Linked DNA regions of Mus musculus: region 1 is linked to region 2. Evidence: chromatin contacts called from public Hi-C data. All regions are on one chromosome and are shown on one strand. The core of a region is the stretch at or near the end of the contact, and the rest is flanking DNA. Distances in the headings are between cores, read along the strand shown.

Region 1 (2,700 bases), core at 153-2,652, 69 kb after region 2:
AGGTGAACAATATGTGCTAATCTCAATTATTAAAAAGTCCATTTAGAACATTTATTAGCGCAAATGAATTCAATTATTTCAAATATAGAAGCAAAATATTGTACAGGATGAAAATATATGATATAATTAGACTATTAATGAAGACATTCACATACCTCCGCATGATTGAAAATGAAAGCTTAACAGTCTCGAAAGGATGGTGCTAAATATTTACATATCTGTCTGAGGTCCACATTTTTAGATGCTAAAAATACTCATTGTTAATGATGGAGGAAGGGGCGGGTTTAAAGAAGTATTTTATATTTGTCACACCAAAGTCAGAGCCACTTCTGGCAAGTCTCCCAGGCAGTCTTTGAGATAGAAGTCCTGCTGGACTAGGAGTGGACTCTCTCCCCAAGAGTCATCACACCTGTTCCATCCTAGAGAAACGTTTGTAGGATTGCAGCATGTTGGGAAGGTTGGCCTGGAAGGTTGGCCACTGGTCTCTACATTGTAAAATCTCTGGCGATGTGATGAGGAGACTGCATCAAGAGTACAGTCGGGGCGGGGGCGGGGGGCGTGGGGAAGCAGCCCAGGCCTTTCTGCCCAGGAAGGTCTGCTTTGGCCTGGCTACGTTTGATCATCCTTGTCTGACTCGGTCAAACAATGGTGAATAGAATTTGGGGGGTAGGACTGTAAAATATGACAAGAGAGGAGGAGGAGTGACAAGCCTCATGCTGTCTGTAGTCCTGCAGCAAGGTCTCCTGGGAACTTAGCAGAGCTCAAGCCTCTGTCCATTGTACCACCCCCATGAGACTACATGGTAACGCCAATAGGTGATTAGTCTGCTTATTAAGGGGAAAAGAGCCGGGTGTGGTGGCGCACGCCTTTAATCCCAGCACTTGGGAGGCAGAGGCAGGTGGATTTCTGAGTTCAAGGCCAGCCTGGTCTACAAAGTGAGTTCCAGGACAGCCAGGGCTACACAGAAAAACCCTGTCTCAAAAAACCAAAAAAAAAAGGGGGGGGGGAAGAGGGCTGGGGCGTTGGTTCAGCAAGTGAAGCACTTGTCTTGTAAGAGTGAGAACTTCCGTTCAAATCCCCAGAGCTCATGTAATGCACATCTGTAACACCTGTGCAAGGGTGGCAAGATGGGAGACAGAGATGTTATCAGAATCATGCAGGCTAGCCAGGCTAGTTTACAAAGTGGAGAGCCAAAGATCCTCCTCAGGCAAGGACCGACCCCTAAGGTCCTCTGACCATCACATGTGTGCTATGGCACATGTGTGCTTGCATGTACATGAGCATACAAATCATACACACACATGCACAAGTTTAAAATAGAAAAAACGTTGGTTAGTGCAGTGATTGGCAAGCCAAGGCTCACTGGTGGTGCTTGCTCAATACAGTTCTGTGCATGGTCATGTCCACTCATTTGTAAATCCAAAGAGACTACACAGAGGTCAGTTTTTGCCACAGAGGTCATATGATCAGCAAAGCTAAAAGTATTTGCTTTTCTTAAAGGTCTCTGGACCTTTAAGAAAAGGACTGTTGGTCCTTGGCTTAGAGGACTAGTTCTGGTCCTGTGTCCCAGGTTCACGTCCACACCCCATCTCTTCCTGGCTATGTAATGGTGGAGCACTGTGTGCTCCCTCATGATTGTGATGCTGTTGCTCGGGGCAACTTGCTCACCCTGTCCTTCTAACACAGTGATTCCAGCTCTGGCCTAGCCCAGCTGGTCAGCTGTTCTCTGACCTTGTCTCTTGCTTGTTTACTGTAGCTCTTTTACCCTATGACCTCAGCTCACTTCCTGCCCGTTTGTGTCCTCAGTGCTCCCATGAGCAGAAGAGCTTGGCTTCTTGTGTGCATTCTGGGGCTCTGGGCTTTCGGGGTGCAGAATGGAAAGCCGCTGAGCCTTGCCAGTGCTCAGGCTGGAGTTGGTGGCTGGTGCCACTGTTCTTTATCACTCAGAACATCGCTAGACCTTGTCAGACACTGGGACACACATCCTGCTGGGATCCATCAGCCGACAGATAGACTGCCACACATGGAAGAGTGCACAGAGTATGCAAGACGTAGATATTCTGTGTGTGGGAGTGGGCCTTTCCCCAGGTGACTTCCTACTGATTGAAATCCTCTCTTTCTCTAACACTTCAAAATAAAGTGGGAAGGAAATGGGGTCAGTTGTTAAATTTGGTTGGAAATCTGAGGCCTGATTTTTCTTAGAAAGTGTGCCAGTCCCTTACCTGGCAGTGTGCCCTTCTTTCCATATCTCTTGCTGTCTTCAGTGACTGGAGGCCTGCAGAGCTGGTTATAAGTTACCATTCTTCTTACCTCAAATCCTGCTTTGCTCTCATTGTATTAGTGTGTTAAATATCTTCTTGCTATCATGGATGCAAATGAGCATCAGTATGTACAAGAGTACACACATTCACACACACACACACACTGTGAATCTCGAGCCCTTCCTGATGCTCTTCCCTCTCCTGGGAGCGCAATAGCACCAGTCAGGGTTGGTGCCCACAAATGGCCACATTTTAAAATAAACCAGGGAGAGGACTCAGCATCTGCGCCTCGTGTGTGCTTGACTTCTTCATTATCAGAAATAGTATTTTAGTTTGCTCTTGGCCCAGGGGCCCAGATTGCAGCTGTCCAAATGGCTGATGCCTGTTTTGAAGGAGAACATCTTTAGCCATCACTCAGGGCAAGCATCGGAGAATGAGA
Region 2 (2,700 bases), core at 3-2,502:
TGAAGGCTCTGCAGGAGCAGGAAGCGTGTCCTGAAGGTTCCACAGAGGCATGGGCCACTGCTTTGGGGATGGACCAGCACGCCCAAGCGGTGTGCAGTGCCTTTCCCCTGAAAGTGCCACTCTCCTGGCTGGTATCGGAGAAAGAGCTTCCTGAGCTGGATGTAGTGTCTGTCACAGGGTCATGCTCTACCGTCTGGCTTCATGGCAGAGACCGGATTCCTCCTCATACCATTCTTACACTAATCAAGTCATGTCAAAACAAAACCAAAAACAAGTAGAGATCAATATTTTAACTGCTTTTGTTAATGATTTTCTACCTTGAAAATGGACTTCTTTTCTAGTTCCTCAGGTAGCCCAGCAAGGAGAGCAAGTTCAACACGTGACCCTGGCTAGGCTGTGTGGCTCTGACTCTCAGTTTCCACATCTTTAACTAGGGGCATCATGGTTCTTACTGTATCAGGGCTTGGTGACAATTCCAGGAGCTAACACTGGTAAAGAATGGGCATGTTAGCTCTTACCAGTGCAGTGATGAGATGTGTTCCTGGGATGTCTGTGCTAAGAGTGTTGACCTGTGTTACCCACAGTAGGAGCAAGGGGGTAGGGTGTGGGAAATCAAGTGTCCCAGGAACACCGTACAACAGATAGGATGCCTGAGCTGTGTTGGCCAAGGCATATTAATGGCTGTTTTCTGGAGGATTTATTTCCATCGTCATGTGCAAATGACTGTGGGAGTGCAGGCTGTAATGGACCTTGTGTTTAAAGTTTCTATTGTCTTGGCTTCGCAGAGCCCCGCCTAGGCCCGCCCCTCAGATTGCCTCTCAGGCTCCAGAGGTAGTGTGTCTCTTCCTCCCATTAGCTGTCAGCTCTGATTTGGTGACTGTGAGGCCTGGCCTCAGAGCAGTTGGCAGATTGGCCTTAGGAGATGCTAGGCACTGGAGTTTGCCAGCACAATTTGTACTTTGATTAATTTATTTAATCTAACTATCTTGTATCAACCTGCAAGGATAATTATGCACAAATTACTGTTTAAACTGGAAGCTTGTCTCCCCTCCTGAGCCCCATGCTGGTCCATAGCTCTTCACCGAAGTCTTTTTGAGAGTGTTTCTTATTCTCTTGTCTTCCCCGAGATACCGGACGCTCCGAAGTGAATACTCTAGTCTGAGTTAAAAGCTGTTGAGAAAAGCAAAGCACTGCTTTGGATTCTGATCCCGTTCGTCTGTCTCTCGGGCAGAGAACTGGCTCTTTTATCTTTGCCTGTGAGTTCAATTCCATTTTCTCCCAGCTGTAAGGTTTTGTAGCTGCCTGCTGCTGCTTCAGTCTTTGAGTCAAGTGGGATTTTCAGAATGGGACTAGAGCAGGTTCCTATGTTCTTTGCAAGCATGGGGAGGGGCTGCGAGTAGCATGTGGGGGCACCCTCAAAGTTGGTTCTGTTTTATTTACTGCATTTGCTGATTATAAGGCATGCCGTTCTTTTTTTTTTTTTTTTTTTTTTTTTGAGACAGGGTTTCTCTGTATAGCCCTGCTGGCTGTCCTCGAACTCACTTTGTAGACCAGGCTGGCCTCGAACTCAGAAATCCGCCTGCCTCTGCCTCCCAAGTGCTGGGATTAAAGGCGTGTGCCACCACCGCCTGGCCATGCCATTCTTTTTGTGCTGCTTTGAAACCACCAGAGAAGGCAAGACACGGCCAGATAATTCTCAGAACCCCCTGATGGTGGGAGACATTGCCATGTCAGGTTTTAGGATAAGTGAATTATGACTTATTGATGATGGGGGTTGGCTATGCAATCTTAGCTTTTTAGGCAGTTTCACTGAAGCTGTGAAGAGGTAGGTATTTTTGCTGTTGTTCTTCAATGACCTTCAAGTGAGCTCCCAGATTACAGAGAAATGAGCAATGAGCCTTGCTTTTGGAGGTAGGAAGAGGGAGACCAGTCCCTCAACCAGCACACACACACACTCTGCTTGAGAAAATGGAAAAGATGTGTGGTACCTGTAGCCATGTGTCATGTCTGACTTTGAAATGAACACATTCAGCATGTTTTCACTTGGTTTCATAGAAGGTTTTTCCTTATAACATTTCTGTACAAGACTAAATTCTTGATATTAAAAAAGATTCTTAGGACTCAGCAAACAAGAGCAATTGCTTGGATCCGGAAGACCCAAGTTAAGTTCCCAGCACTCATATCAAGAAACTCAACAGCCTCGAACTTCATCACGAAAAGCTTATCATTGCAGCTAGTTTTTCCCCAGGGCAATTCTCTTGAGCCCAGTCTCCACTGCTGTCCTCAAGGAGATGCTGACTAAAGGGAGGTGGTAACAATGTGAGTCTGAGGGAAGAAACTTGGGAAGTCTTTTGATTTGGGACCACCTGCTGGAAAAGCCCTGTTCCTGGCTTAATTTGCTGGTCACTTGCTGGTTTGGTTTCTAGGAAACGAAATCCAGCCTTCTCATTGGCTTACATTTATGCAAGTCTAAGTAAGGCTGGATGAGGACCCATTGAAGTTACTCCTGGTTATTTCAGGCAGGAAAAAGCTGGCTGCAGGTGTAAGAGACCACTGGATCACCATACAGAGTGTGGGTGTGGTCTGTGCCAACTGTGGTTCCTCCTGGACCACAAGCACTTCCACACCTTTGAGTGTGGTAACTACACGTGGAAGTAATTAATAATAGTAGGGCGAATTTCGCACTCTTGTGTTTGACCT

What was found. A called contact is a pair of places that touch in the nucleus more often than the background predicts.
Region 1: a contact with region 2 is called in a Hi-C map of the N1E-115 cell line, with 2.4 times the contacts expected there. The contact joins two enhancer-like sites. A contact is called at or near these places in 1 of 39 promoter capture datasets (embryonic stem cells), 1 of 15 datasets of contacts at CTCF or cohesin (pro-B cells), 2 of 484 Hi-C or Micro-C datasets (the N1E-115 cell line and pre-pro-B cells) and 3 of 9 other capture datasets (adipose tissue, embryonic stem cells and pancreatic islet).

What each region holds. Positions count from the first base shown.
Region 1 is chr2:29,436,974-29,439,673 of GRCm38.p6, forward strand. The region is part of intron 3 of Med27 (mediator complex subunit 27); the gene reads left to right. Among named protein-coding and RNA genes, the nearest start is that of Mir133c, 37 kb to the right of the region's middle. Within about 2 kb of position 1,403, at least 21 of the 459 cell types and tissues checked have an H3K27ac peak or open chromatin away from gene starts, as enhancers often do. A contact at or near this core is called in the N1E-115 cell line, where this site is marked.
Region 2 is chr2:29,368,144-29,370,843 of GRCm38.p6, forward strand. The region is part of intron 2 of Med27 (mediator complex subunit 27); the gene reads left to right. Among named protein-coding and RNA genes, the nearest start is that of Med27, 23 kb to the left of the region's middle. Within about 2 kb of position 1,253, at least 6 of the 459 cell types and tissues checked have an H3K27ac peak or open chromatin away from gene starts, as enhancers often do. A contact at or near this core is called in the N1E-115 cell line, where this site is marked.